Regions from separate parts of the Sus scrofa genome. Here region 2 is linked to region 1. Evidence: chromatin contacts called from public HiChIP or PLAC-seq data. All regions are on one chromosome and are shown on one strand. The core of a region is the stretch at or near the end of the contact, and the rest is flanking DNA. Distances in the headings are between cores, read along the strand shown. Region 1 holds the start of MESP1 (mesoderm posterior protein 1). Region 2 overlaps ZNF710 (zinc finger protein 710).

What was found. HiChIP or PLAC-seq counts read pairs in DNA pulled down with a chosen protein or histone mark.
Region 2: an H3K27ac HiChIP or PLAC-seq map of alveolar macrophages shows a contact between it and region 1, with 6 times the contacts expected there. The contact joins the enhancer-like site here to the promoter of MESP1 in region 1. A contact is called at or near these places in 2 of 5 promoter capture datasets (fetal liver and liver), 5 of 47 Hi-C or Micro-C datasets (embryonic fibroblasts, heart right ventricle, omental adipose tissue and 2 more) and 1 of 2 datasets of contacts at active chromatin or transcription factors (alveolar macrophages).

What each region holds. Positions count from the first base shown.
Region 1 is chr7:55,322,975-55,330,095 of Sscrofa11.1, reverse strand. It overlaps MESP1 (mesoderm posterior protein 1), which reads left to right and starts at 2,496. Exons shown (of 2, transcript XM_001925990.6): 1 at 2,496-7,121. The coding sequence starts at 6,756.
Region 2 is chr7:55,633,757-55,640,877 of Sscrofa11.1, reverse strand. It overlaps ZNF710 (zinc finger protein 710), which reads right to left. Exons shown (of 5, transcript XM_021098970.1): 2 at 620-2,105. The coding sequence starts at 2,077. Among named protein-coding and RNA genes, the nearest start is that of IDH2, 38 kb to the left of the region's middle. Within about 2 kb of position 3,472, at least 52 of the 83 cell types and tissues checked have an H3K27ac peak or open chromatin away from gene starts, as enhancers often do. A contact at or near this core is called in alveolar macrophages, fetal liver, liver and 3 more, where this site is marked.

The DNA of each region.
Region 1 (7,121 bases), core at 1,247-3,746:
GGGTTGTTTTTTAGATTTTTGTTGTCTTTTGTTTTTCCTTATATCCGTGGGGTCATATTGAAGGGATTTTTCTGCAGTTTGGTTCAGCAGTACATTTTGTCTTATTGCCATTTCTTGGGCCACTCCTGCGGCATGTGGAGGCCCCCAGGCCAGGGGTCTAATCGGAGCTGTAGCCGCTGGCCTACACCAGAGCCACAGCAACGCAGGATCCGAGCCGTGTCCACGACCTACACCACAGCTCACGGCAACGCCGGATCTGCAACCCACCGAGCAAGGCCAGGGATCGAACCCACAACCTCATGGTTTCTAGTCAGATTCGTTAACCACTGAGCCACAACGGGAACTCCCTCTCTTGAGCCTTTTAATATTTTCTTATCAGGGGAGTCATCGGTCAGGGAAACCCCTGGGCAAAGGGCATGCCAAGGCTGTTCAAAAGCCTTGGGCCAGCCCTGTGGAGCCTGGGAGGCAGCCTGGTTGTGGGCGGCCAGCAGCAGAGCCAGCATTCCCAGGGGGTCTCAGCCAGCCTGGCCACCTGTGCCAGGTGCTGACCGTGTCCTCCTGGGGCCTGGGGTGAGGCATACTCTCCAAGGGTGAAGGAAACTCCCTCAGCTCAGGCCAGGGCTGAGTCTTGGATTTCTCTTGGTGGGGGAACCTCCAGAGCCGAGGACTGCGTTCATCCCGTCCTTAGTCCTTGGCACGTAATCGGTACTGACCAGGTAAGACCCTTCTTCTGTTTGATTTATTATCTGGTCACCTTAAACTCTATCCTCACCCCCTACACGTTCTCCGCTCTGTCAAGGATGTCACTGTCCCCCAGTCTCTGGCAAAGGATCTTAAGCCCAGAGGCTCCTCACTCCACCAGGTCCTGCCCAGGCATTCTAGCTCAGCCCTACGAGCGAGCCCCTCTGCTTTTTATTGGGTCTGAAGTCAGATCCCTCAGGAGAGGTGAGGAGGAGGTGTGTGCCTTCCCCTGTCCTTGGGAAGGACAACCTGGAGCTGGCTGAGGGCCTGAGCCACCCAGTGACCTCATCATTGTCCTGCCACCTCCCTGTGCTATTGTGCGGTTGGGGTAGGGGTGGGGTCAGAAGGCACCCAAAACCTGTGCATCCTGCCTGGAGGGAGCTCCCTCCTGTGCCATCTACAGGGGCTGGTGCTGGACACGCCCCAAGTTGGCAGTCGAGCCGGGCCTGCAAATCCTTGCTGGGGAGCCTAGAGTTTTGGTTGGTTCGTGGTCTGTTTTCTGCCTCTGCTCCCAGGGGTGTGTAGGGACCTGAGCCCGTCCCCCTTCTCCTCACTCCTCTAGGCTCCATCTTGCTCTCCCTCTCAGCACACAGGTGTATGTTTTTCCCAGTGGACAGATGAGCAAATTGGGGTCCAGAGAGGGCAAGTGGCCTCTCTGGGGTCACCTAGCCCATCACACCAGCACTAAGCTGGCTTCACCCTTTTCTTAAGCCAGCCCCAGCATTTCTGACATGTCTGCTAAGCTCCCCATCCTGTACTCACTATGGCCCCAGGCCCCAGGAAAAAAGGCCCCTGACTGGTCGGCCCACCTCAGATCCCAAGATTCCAAGTGGTTGGGCAGCGCCCTCTGCTGTCTGTGGCTGGGAGTGCAAGGAGGCTGGATAGCCAGGGCATCCCTCTGGCTTGAGACCGGTACCTTGCAAACAAGGTATGCAGTCAGTCCCCCAAGGCATCTCAGCAAGCACTTGGGGGTCCCCGTTCCACTTCACAGCTTAGAAACTGAGGGGTCATGTGACAAACTTTCCCACATTTACATGTCTGTCTCTTTGCTTCGGGCTGGTCAGCTCTTTATGCTGCGGTTTCCCCGTGTTTCACTGCAAGGCTCCACTTACCTAGATGAAGCGAGGCATAAGTGTGACACCCTCAGGAGAGAGGTGCAGTCTACTCACCCTGCATTCTCTGCCCAGCTCTCCAAACTGGGGAGATTCTGGCACTTCCTCTCCAGCCTTTCCCCGGAATCTGACAAATCTCTCTCCTTTCTTCCCACCCCCTCCCTCCTTGTCACTCTGCCTCCTGTGACTTCCACTAGCTGCGCATCCAGCTGATCCATGACCAAGATAATCAGATTATCATGGGTCCAGAATAATCTATTCCATATGGCTTGCCAAGTCGGTGGCTCCAGGAGCTAAAGGTGTGAGGAGAGGGGGTGGCCTCCGTTGGAAGGGGCTTCCTGGGAGTTTTGGGGGCATAAGCTGGGCTGGTGGGGAAGGGGGGAAGTGGAGGAGAAGTTGGGAGCCTTCCTGCTGGGCCCCTGACGGCCCTGGGCTCCAGGTGGCTGCAGCCCCCTCGCCAGCACAAGCACGGCCTCATCTTTCCAAGACCTGGTGAAGCTTAGGCTCCATGGTGGGGGTTGCCCCCCATGCCTTTTCTCTGGATTGGGAAGTGCTCACTCTAGGGTGTTACTTCTCAAAAGTGGCCAAGCCTCATAATTCTCCGGAGATTTTACTTTTTTTTTTCTTCTTGTTTTTGCTTTTTAGGGCCGCACCCGTGGCATATGGGGTTCCCAGGCTAGGGGTCAAGTCGGAGTTACAGCTGAAGCCTATACCACAGCCACGGCAACGTGGGATCCGAACTGCGTCTGTGACCGACACCACAGCTCACAGCAACGCCCGATCCTTAACCCACTGAGCAAGGCCAGGGATTGAACCCACAACCTCATGGTTCCTAGTCGGGTTCGTTAACCACTGAGCCACCATGGGAACTCCAGATTTTACTTTTCACACCCGGAATCTCCTCTGGGGATTCTGGTTCAAGCAGGTCCAGGGTCTGGAAACCTGTTTTCTTTTTACTTCTCAACAGGTCCTGGTATATCAAGGTTTCCTGGGGGCTTAAAGATTATGCGGCATAGCCCTCCCCCAGCAGGGCACTCCCAGGGCACCCCTCCAGGAGGAAAGGAGCCACTCTAGTCCTCCAGAGGGGGCAGGGGGACTGGTGGGAAAACAGAACATTGGCTTTGGTCCCAGACAGAGCAGAACAGATCCCAGCTCTTCCCCTACTAGCCATGCAACACAGGACCACCTCTCTGGGCTTCCACTCGTTTCCACATCTACAAAGTGGGGCAATGACACTCATATCACAGTGTGGTTGTGAGCTGTAACCCAGCCAAGCCCCAGTACAGTGTCAGACCCCAAGTGACAGCAGGAACACACAGGTGGGCTCTGCCCAAAGCACGGTCCCTGTGCTATGATTTGATCCTTGCACTGTTGGCACAGGAGGTATTACAGGGCAGAAACAGAGGCCAGGGCAGAAACATGGAGTGAGTTACCCAAGTGCCACCGGTGGTACAGGGCAGAAGGGCATTCTATTCTAAGCCACCCTGGCCACACCCCAGAGGGGTGCCCCAGGTTATCTGAAGGTGGGGGCTTCGTGAATAAGAACCGCTGCCCTGAAAGAGCTTGCCTTGCGGGCTGGTGCCGAGGTGTGGTGGGAGGATCCCTGGCAGTAGGGGACACCCAAATTAGGAGCTTCCCAGGAGGTGTGCTGCTCATGCTAAACAGGCTGGCGTTAGGACAGAGCTGCTTCCTTCTCCTGGGGCCTCTGGCTCCAGTGGGGATGGGGATTAGGGGCCGCAAGGGGAAAACCGACACTGCACCTTTGATTAGCACTCCCATGTTAGAGGGGCTGGCCGGAAAATAAGGGTACTGAGGCTGGGAAGTGGGAGGGGGCAGCGCCCAGGACCCAGGCTCGGTCTGAGGAAGCCGGCTGGTTCCTAGTGGGCAGGCAGAGACCCGGGCCCTGGGCCCAAGGGGGTGCTGCCTTGTCCTGCCTGCACCCCCACCCTGGCCAAGGACCCCGTCTGAACTCTCACCTCTGCTCGGTGGGGCTGCCCCAAGGCCTCATTTCCCAGCCTGACACATTGGCAGGCAGAGGCAGGCTCGGGCCAGGGGAGCAGGAGCCACTGGCTTCGGCACTTGTCAAAACACAGGCCCCAAAAGTGTGAAGTCCTCACCCCAGCAGGAGGGCGTGTGGGCCCTGCCGCCTGGAGAACTCATTAACTGGGGCAGCTCCCTAATGAAGCCACTGGAGAGGCTGGTGATAAGATCAAAGGTGAGAGAGGAATGGGGAAGGGCAAGAGGGAGCCTGGCTGACAGGAGGGGGTAGAGCCCAGCTCCAGGTTGGGGGTTCCCTCCTCTGCCCCCACCTGGCTTTATCAGGCTCATTCACCATCACCCTTGCACACCCTGGGCCCTGAGACTCTGAAGGCAACGGGACTCCCACATGGCCCCTCCAGTTTGCTGCCAAGGCAGCCCTTGGGGCTCAAAGACCCAAAGATTGGGGGTGGGTGGGGACCCTCCCATCTGTTCTGCCTCTGTCATGCCAGTTTTGGGGTTTGTCTCTACAGGCACCCATGGGTCTTTTTAACCCTCTCAGCCCTATCAACCGGAGAGCCTCCTGTCATGCACCACTCAGAGTGTCCCTCTCACGCTCCAGGACTCTGTGACTCCCACGTAAGTGAGCAATGCATGTCGGATCCCAGATCCGAGAATCCTCAGGGGCCAGAGCTGTGCTTTTTAAGATAAAGTCTGCCACCTACACATGGCCCCTTGTCCAAAAAATGTTGGGTGACTTTGTGTTTAATAAAAATTCACTTCAGAGCATAGTTGCCCACAAGCCATTAATGGCCTTTTCCTCTGGACGGGAACTTGGAGGGCTCAGAGGTAGGATAAGAAAGATTTGTTAGACCCTCTGCAGTTGTTCATTCTCTTGACTTTTTAGTCACCTGTGTATATTCTAACTTCAAATAGAGACATGACAATAAAACAAAAGGTGGCTGATCACCTTAGGGGGTTTTGGTCATTCTGAGTTTTCTCAATAAATTAGCTACAAAGTGGAAATCAGAATCACTCGCAAGAACAGGAAGGATTTTTTTCTGACGTTCAGAGGTTGGCCACAGAGACCCCGACCCACCTGCCTGTCTAGTTTTTACTCTGCACCCCTCCTGCCTGGGTGCACAACCAGTTCCCACTCTTTGTTAGCTGCAGTCCAGTGGGATCAAAGGGGACTTCGCTGTGCTCCAATGCCAAGTTTTTGGCCTGGATCTGGAACCCCAGGAAGGCATCTATTGGCCAGGGTCCAGAAGGGGTAGACTGTGCTGACAGCTGTAGGCCAAGGAGGGTCCTCCTGGACCAGCTTCTCCTTGGGGGTAGATGGATCCTGTGGCATGTGCCCTTGGAGTGGGTTCCTCTCCTTCTCCCCAAGGGTGAGTTGGCACTGCCACTCCCAGGTGTGACCATGGGCACAAGCATCTGGGGCTGCTGGGAGGGGACATAGGTGTTAGAGGAGGCCAAGGGCAGTAGAAGTAAAAAGGGACAAGGAGAAGGGGGCGGTGGTGAATAGAGATGCCCAGATAGACGCTTGGCTTTCTTTGCTTCAAACCAGCTCACCCATCAGTCTCACAGAACTGGAAACTCAGGGGGTGGGGGTGGGAGTATGCAAACACTAGACCCCCAACGCTGAGAGAGACCCTGGATACCACTTCTTTTGAAGACATGATACCAGACACCATGTACTTAACAATCTAGCTGGAGAGCAGACAGCTATGCATGAAGTAGCTATTGTGACAAGGTACAAACTCAAACCCCCTGAGGAGTCAGGCAGGCAGTGTAGATGTCCTGAGATTTCCTATGTGGACAGTCATGTTGTCTGTAAATAGTTCATTTCTTCCTCCCCAGTCCGTAATGCCTTTTATTTCTCTTCCTTTATTGCACAAGCTGGACACCCCCCCCCCAACTGCACCCCTGCAGGTGTCGTTAGAGGCCCACATCCTCACCTTGTTCTCAGTATTAGGGAGAAATCTTTCAGTTTTATTATGATGTTAGCTATAGCTTCTTTTATCAGACTGAGAAAGTTCTCCTCTAGTCTGAGTTTGCTGAACATTTTTTATCATGAAGGGGTGCTGAATTTTGTTAATTTTTTTCTGCGTCGTTTCCACTCACATTTCATTGGCAAAGCCCGTTATACTTGCCCCAAAGTGGCAGAATACCAGCTGCTAGCCAGTGGTAGCAGCTGTGGCCCCAGGCTAAGTCCCTGATCCTGCCAGGAGGAAGGTGTCCCGGAGGGCGGAAGAATCCCCTCCCTGGGCTCAGATGGTCCGGCACCCTGGGCTCAGATGGTCCGGCACCCTGACCAGATTCTGCCAGTTTGTTGCATCCGCCTGGAGTAACTTCCTTTCAGCATCCCTCCCATTCACCACCACCAGGGAAGGGCGCATCTAGGGCCAGCCGGCCTCAGAGGAGGAACAGGTTACTGTGCCTCTGGCCTCTGCGCCCCACTGCCAGTCCCCACTGCAAGTCCACGGACCTGGCTGCAGTATGCCCTGAGGCCTCCTTATACAAACTGGAAAGGAAGATTCAAGAAAAGTGAAGAATGTGCCTCAGGTCCCCACAGGTAAAGGCAGCTCCAAACCTACGTACTGGACTTCCAGGTCCCTGACGTCGCTTCCTTTAGCCTCCTGGGCTGGGCCAACACTCGGACAGCGCGGGCCACTGGCACGGGAAGAAGGCCTGCGTGTCTGGGTCAGGTGCCCATGCGCGGGCCCAGGTGTGACCAACCTGGCGCAGCCAACGGGCCCCGCACCTTCGCGCCCTCCGTTGGTTCAAAGGGTCAAGCCCCGCCCCCTTCAGGCCCCGAGCCCGCTTTGAAGTGCTGATGTGGCCTGGAAGGGGCCACTTCACACCTCGCGGTCGGGATAAAGCGGTCGCCCGCCGCCAGTCCCCAGACACGCCGCCGCTGCCATGGCCCAGTCCCTCTGCCCGCCGCTCTCAGAGTCCTGGGTCCTCTCCGCGGGCTGGGGCCCAGCTCGGCCGCCGCCGACCGCCGACAGGGACTGCGGTTGCTCCCCCGCCTCGTCCCCGGACTCCTGGTGCAGCGCCCCGGCCAGCAGTCCTGTGCCCAGTCCCGGGAGGCCCTTCGCCCGCGCGGCCCTCCGCGCCCAGCCTGCGGGGAGGCGCGGCGCGCGGGGCGGTCGCCTGGGCAGCGGGCAGCGGCAGAGCGCCAGCGAACGCGAGAAGCTGCGCATGCGCACGCTCGCCCGCGCGCTGCACCAGCTGCGCCGCTTTCTGCCGCCCTCCGTGGCGCCCGCCGGACAGAGCCTGACTAAG
Region 2 (7,121 bases), core at 2,223-4,722, 310 kb before region 1:
GCCACAGCTACATGGGATCCGAGCCACGTCAGTGACCTACACCACACAAGCTGGATCCTTCACCCACTGAGTGAGGCCAGGGATCGAACTGGCATCCTCATGGATACTACTCGTGTTCTTAATTTGCTGAGCCACAATGGGAACTCCCAAAATAACTAATTTCACTCCATCTTTTTTCTACTATTCCTCAAAATAAAGATAATTATAAAAAACAAGTGTTGGAGTTCCCGTCATGGCTCAGTGGAAAGGAATCCATAGGAACCATGAGGTTGTGGGTTTGATCCCTGGCCTTGCTCAGTGGGTTAAGGATCCAGCACTGCCGTGAGCTGTGGTGTAGGTCACAGATGCGGCTCGGATCTGGCATTGCTGTGGCTGTGGTGCAGGCCGGTGGCTACAGCTCCAGTTAGACCCCTAGCCTGGGAACCTACATATGCTGCAGGTGCAGCCCTCAAAAGACAAAAAGACAAAAAGACAAAAAAAAAATAAATAAATAAAATAACAACTCAGCAAGTGTTCAGCACTTTGGGACATGCTGGATGAAAGCGTGGCAGGAGCAGAGGGCAGAGCCTCAGGCCTGGGGCCAAGCCCCTGGGGAAGGGGGGCGGGCAGGAGGCCTTACCTTGTGGGTGAGTGAGTGCTGCTTGAGGTGGTGGATCTGGCTGAACTCCATGCCGCACTCGGTACACACGAAGGGCCGCACGTTCTGGTGCTTGAGCATGTGGTTCTGCAGCTGGCTGCGGTAGTGGAAGGACTTGTCGCACTCGAGGCACTGGTAGAGGGTGGGGCCCTGGTGGGAGGCCAGGTGGCGCTTGAGCTGGGTCAGGGTGGAGAAGTCCAGGCCACACTCGACGCACACATGGCAGCGGCCGCTCTCATGCTTCACCTCGTGGGCCTTGAGCTCGCTGGGGTAGGCAAAGCCGCGGCCACAGAAATGGCAGCTGTAGGGCTTGACCTCCGAGTGCAGCAGCATGTGACGCTTGAGGTGGCTGGTCTGTGTGAAGGCCTTCTGGCACACCTGGCACTTGTGCGGCCGGGTGCCCTGGTGCGTCAGCAGGTGTGTCTGCAAATGGCTAGGCTGCTTGAAGAGCTTGCTGCAATGCGGGCACGAGTGCGGCTTGATGCCGTTGTGGCCCAGGATGTGCGTCACCAGGTTGTACTTGGATGTGTAGGACTTCTCGCACATGCGGCACTGCCAGCGCTTCTGGCGGTCTCCCGCCTCCACCAGGTACGAGTCATCAATCTGCACGTTGATGTCCAGCCGGTCCAGTTGGGCCTTCTTGTGACGCTCCACTGTCGAGCCCGCCGCATCAGCCTCGAACTCGCCTGCCTCTTGCCACACGAAGCCCTGTTCTGGCTTCACGGGCTCCGGAGACTCCATGGTGGGAGCCTCAGGGTCGCTCAGGGGTGCCAGGTGCGGCGGTTCGAAACCGCACTCCGCCGGCAAGGCCTCTGGCCCAGGTAGCGCCATGCTCGGCTCGGGGAAGCTGTCCCGGGCCGGGTCAGGGAAGTGGGGGTCGTAGGGGGCTACGTCCAGCTCCGGCCGTGGGGTTCGAGGCAGGTGCCGAAGTGTCCGGGGCTTGCGGCTGAAGACGCTGAGGTCAATCATCTTGACGGCGCTGCTCTGCACCAGGGCCTCGCAGCCGCCACTGGCTACCTCGGCAGGAGCCTCTGCCGGGCCTGCATCCTTGTCGTCACCGGGCACTGACACTTCGTAGACCTCCTGCTCCTCCTCCTCCACTTTCTCAAACTTGACCTTGGGCACCAGCCGCACAGGCGGCCGCGTCTTCCGCCGGGTGTGCTTCTCAAAGGCCGCCTCCACCTCCAGCACCTCCTCCTCTGCCGGCTCCTCCAGGGCCCGCCCGTTGCAGGCCAGCTGGTAGACATCGGGGCCTGGGGGCCGGGGCTCCCCCATGGCCACCCCAGACAGCTCCGGCCCCAGGTCCGGGTAGAAGGCTTCGGCGCTTATGGTGGCTCCAAAGAGCTCATTTTCTGAGACGAGGCCCAGCACAGCGGCCTGAGCCAAGGACAGCACCACCACAGCATCCGTCTGTGTCCCTGAGTCCATGAAGCCCTCCATCCCGTGGCGGCTGGCTAGGAGGGCATCGCTGCAAGAGGAGAAGGGATCGTTAGCACTGCCGGCTCAGTGTTGCAGAGACAACAGACAGACACACTCAGCAAGGGCTCAGCCAATTTTGGGGTGTGTCTGTCCCTGATGTCTTTCTATCCCTGTCTTGAGAAGTGGACACTTGTAATTATGGGGAGCAATGACACCCTTTGTGTATCTGACCATCTCCTTCATCTCCCTGTGGGATCATGGCTAAGCCCTGCCTCCACGCATGCCTCAGTCTTCCCACCCTTGAAACAGAGAGGTTGGCTTTCTTCAGTGGTTCTCAAACTATGTTCTAAATGTCCTCCAGTAGTTCCTCAAAAACTGGATCCAACATTGCAAAAAAAATTAAGATTCTCCTATTCTAAAAACTGATTTTTTTTTTTTTAAGGCTGCACCTGCGGCATATGGAAGTTCCCAGGTGCTTAGGGGTTGAATTGGAACTGCAGCTGCCAGCCTACACCACAGCCACAGCAGCACCAGATCTGAGCCACATCTGCGACCTACACTGCAGCTTGTCGGAGCCTTAACCCCGAGCGAGGACAGGGATCAAACCTGTGTCCTCATGGATACTAGTTGGGTTTGTTACAGCTGAACCACAATAGGAACTCCTAAAAGCTGATTTTTACAAAACCCATCTACTGAAATGGAATACATATACTTTGTCCCAACACATCCAGTAGGCCCACTCGCTTTACAGCCAAGGTGTAATTAATTTTGCATAGACTTTGAGACTGTACAGTGAGGTAGGTGTTAAACAATAGCCACCATTTGTAATGGCTTGGCCATGTGAAGGAAGCATTTGGGTTTTTTCACTGGGCCAAAACAAGGCAACACACAAAAATAAATTAGGTACCGAGGCCGATCTCAGAGAGCAGGTACTGCCATCAGCCCTTATGCTAAATGACTGTGTCTATCACAACAGGTCATTGTTCTTGATTAGTTAAATGTGAGACATTTAAGTATCTAAACTCATTGATAGCATAGCTTGTGTCTGATTTGTACACTGGAATCCCATGTAAGATCTGATTTGGAAGACTGGTTCTGTGACAAACCAGAATAAGTTTGAGAAAACCGGCTCCCAGGTTCATGGTCAAGCACTCAGATTCAACAGGTGTTTTTGAAGGGTCGAAACCTCGGGGGCAGTGGCTTCCAGCCTTCCTAGGGGCTCCAGCGGCGCCACAGCCCTCCATGCCCTCCAACCTTTGCACACGGGAACCGCTCCAACTCCCCCGCCCCGCCCCGCCCCGCCCCGCCCCTGGCTCCTCCTGCCAGCCCCCCAGGCTTCCCAGCCCTCCCCACAGGCCCGGATGTGGGAGGGCCTCAGATACTCATCAGATTGTACCCCGCCCCCAGCTCCATAAGGAAGGGGGACTGGGTGGCTCCCGCCTGCCTGCCTGCCTGCCTGCCTCGCCCGCTCTCCTCCCAGGCCAGGGTCAGGTGCACGGCCGCTGGCGGCGGCAGCAGCGGCGGCGGCGGCGGCACTTCCTCAGGAAATGCGCTCCGGCCGGGGCCTGGTGTCTCCCTCCCCCCACAGGCCAGAGGAGCTTCCCCTTCCTGAAGCAGCTAAAAATAAAATACCCCAGAGAGACATTTAGCCTCCTTGAAACAGACACTAAAGATGAAGCGTAAAGCGGGGCTCTCATGGAAGAGGGCTGATAGAACGAAACCTCTGCGTCCACCTTGAACAGACTGGGGGGCCTGATTCAGAGCTCACCTCCCACCCTCCGTGGGAAAGAGCACTCAACTGGGAGTCAGGCAGCGTGGCCTCAGGTCCCAGCTCTGTCATGTGCAAGTGACTAAGCAAAGTTCCCTCAAAGTCACTTTTGCATCTCAGTTTCCCCATCCCCACATGGAGATGCAAACACCTACCCATGGAAGGGTAGTGAGTGCCGAGGCCGCAACATAGATGAAGGGGGTTAGTTAATTACAAAGCCCTCACCAAATGTAAAGAATCACTTTTATCCACCTAGATCTCTGGATCTTTTCTCTTTTTGTCTTTTTAGGGCTGCACCTGAAGCATATGCAAGTTCCCAGGCTAGGGGCTGAATCAGAGCTACAGCTGCCGACCTACAACACCAGATCCTTAACCCACTGAACGAGGGCTCATGGATACTACTTGGGTTCGTTACCGTTACTCTTCTGATGAAAACCACAGAGCTGAGATTTCTCTATTCTGGGGCCCTAAATTCAGCAAAGGTTTGGGTGATTCTGCGACAGCTGCTAGGCACTGCGAACTCATTCAAATATTTGCTAAGTCCCTGCTATGGGTTGGGCCCTGCGCTTAGAGGGAAAGGTGGACGAGGAGGATCCCTGCCCCCAGGGTGTCCAGAGCAGACTGCTGTGCCCCTGGCAGCTTTTTGTGTCTGCTGTGGGTTTGAGAAAATGAGCAGCTCAGCGCTTTTTCTAGACTTCCCCAAAGGCAGGGCCAGGGGAGCAGAGGGATGGACCCTCCACAGCAGAGCCTCTGGTCAGGACTGGGCCCTGGATTCCAAGTTCAAATCTGGACTGTGTCCTCTTCTAGCTCAGGCACATCTGTCACATCCTGAGCCTCGGTTTCCTCATCTCTGCGGAGGAAGTGGTGCCTGACTGCCGGGGTAGTGAGATGAGATGAAGAAAAGATGAAGACATCGGTGGCAGGGTTAGTTCCCTACCCCCTGGGCTTTGCTCCCGGCCCCAGTCCCCGGCCCCACCCCTCTTCTGGCACCTGCAGGGAACAGGAGCAAAGAGACACTTAACATGGCTTTGTTGGCAAATGAGCAGGCAAACAAACAAACACACAAAGCTGGAGCCAGAGCACAGGCTGGGTTTGGTTCCCTCAGGGAGGGTAAGTGTGTAACTTACAGAAGGAACCTTCTGAGAGTGAAAAGGGCCACTGCTAGGGCTTACACCAGGACCCCAGGTGCAGGCTGAAGCTGCCCTTGGCCACCAGCATCATCCTCCGTCCTCCCGTGGGAGCTGCGGGAGGTTTCACTTTGGGGCTGCACCTGGTGTAAAAGGGGACCTGCCCACAGCTCTTGTTCCTGAAGAGTTCGTGCCCAAGTAGGGGGACACAGAGGTGCCAATAACCGACCACAGACTCGGTGGCTGAGTGCTCACCAGGTCCCAGGAGAGCCTTTTAATCCTAAACAACTCCATGGGGGTGGCATGGGGTGGAGGTAGCAGGCAGCGCACCCCACAGCCCAGACATCCAGGTCATGCTCCAGAGTGCCCTGGCAGTGAGCGCTGAGCTGGGTCAGCACCAGCTCCCCCGGCTCCACCTGCAGCTCCGAGCTCTCATCTGTGCGACCTAGCCCAGCCTCCTCAGGGGCCAGTTTGCTGACCTGCCCCCCAACCCCTGCCCAGGTTCCCAGGAGTCAGAAGGAGGACAGGGGCGGGCCCTGGGCAAACTGCAATGTGAAGCCCCCTACCTGTTTCTATCTGGGTGGTCCAAGGCTCCAGCCACGCTGAGGACCAGGGTCCCCCTCGGGAGCAGCCAGAGCACCTCTCTGAGTCTCCACTTAGAAAGCACGTCTTCCTAGAAGCCTCCATCAAGCCGTCTTATCTGCCCAACTGGCCAGTCAGGCCCCTGCGCTCTTTTCCTGGATGGACACTTGCCTGATCAGACACACATGACCCTGTAAATATACGTTTAAGAGGCTCATGGGGCTGAGTGTTCCAGGCAGGCTGTGTGTGTGTGTGTGTGTGTGTGTGTGTGTGTGTGTTATGTAGGAGGGGCTATGTTTGTTGAGACAGAGGCTTGGCAAAAGGCAGAGGAAATCGAATTCACCTGTGCTTCACCTGCATGCTCATCTGCCCATCACACAGGCATGGGCAGGGCTGGAGGCACTGCAACCCTGCTGCCGGTGTCTCCCCTCTTCTTGGGCCATCTTTTTGGTTCCCCACCCCCTTCTTCTCATAGGCCTTCTTTGGTGCCCCCTCCCTCTCACAGGCCACAACCCCCATGTTTTACATCCTGGCATGGGCTGTATCCCACCTGGGTGCCCAGGCCCCTCAGGGCACCTCCTTTCTCAGGGCAAGGCCTGTCTCCCTCCACTTGCGCCTGTGGCTCGAAACAAAAGCTCTCTACAATGTCCGGGAGCAAGAGGAGCTCGGGACGCCCAGCTCTGCACAGCCTGGGCTGGGAGATGAGGGGCCATTGGAGCTGCTCAACCTCCTACCAGAACACCCTTGGTCCCGAGGGTGGAGAGAAAGGAAACAGCCAAGGTAGGGAAATGGAGCAAAGAGAACTGCTGCCGGATTGCAGTTTAAAGACTTGCACTGGGAGTGGGGGGAAGGGAGGACACAGCAGAGAGAGAGAGAGAAGGAGGGAGAGAGGGAGAGAGAAGGAGAGAGAGAGGGAAAGACAGAGAGAGAGGGAGAGAGGAGAGAGGAGAGAGGGGGAGAGAGGGGAGAGAGGGGGAGAGAGGGGGAGAGAGGGGGAGAGAGGGGGAGACAGAGAGGGAGAGGGGGGAGAGAGAGAGGGAGGGAGGGAGGGAGGGGGGAGAGAGAGAGGGGGAGAGAGAGAGAGAGAGGGAGAGAGAGAGGGAGAGGGGCTGTGGAGGCCAAGAAACAAAGCAGAGGAGGGGGAGGGGAAGAAGTAGGTGGAGAGAAGGGAGGGGACTGTACGGGTGACACCAGAAGCCCAGGGCTGCCCTATTTCCCAGGGCTCAGCATCATCCCCTCCCAGGCCTGAGGACCAGGACAGCCCCTGGGGAAGGACCCAAGTCTTATCCCCTGAGGCCGGGCAGGAGGCCATCCCAACCCGGACAGGGACGCAGATGCTCCAGAGCGCTCATTGTCGCTTCATCTCGGGCCGAACTACAGTTCCTGCAAACCTGGACACAGGCTTGTCAAATGAATTAAAGAGTGATGTGCTGTGTGACCCTGGACAAGTCACCTGACCCCTCAGGGTCTCGGTTTCCTCATCTGCAAAATGGCCACCAAAGGCTTTTTGGAACCTTGAGGGCAGATTAATCCTTGGCTTACCTGCTGGTCATCTGGGGTGCCGTCCCCAAGACGTGGCAGCACCTGC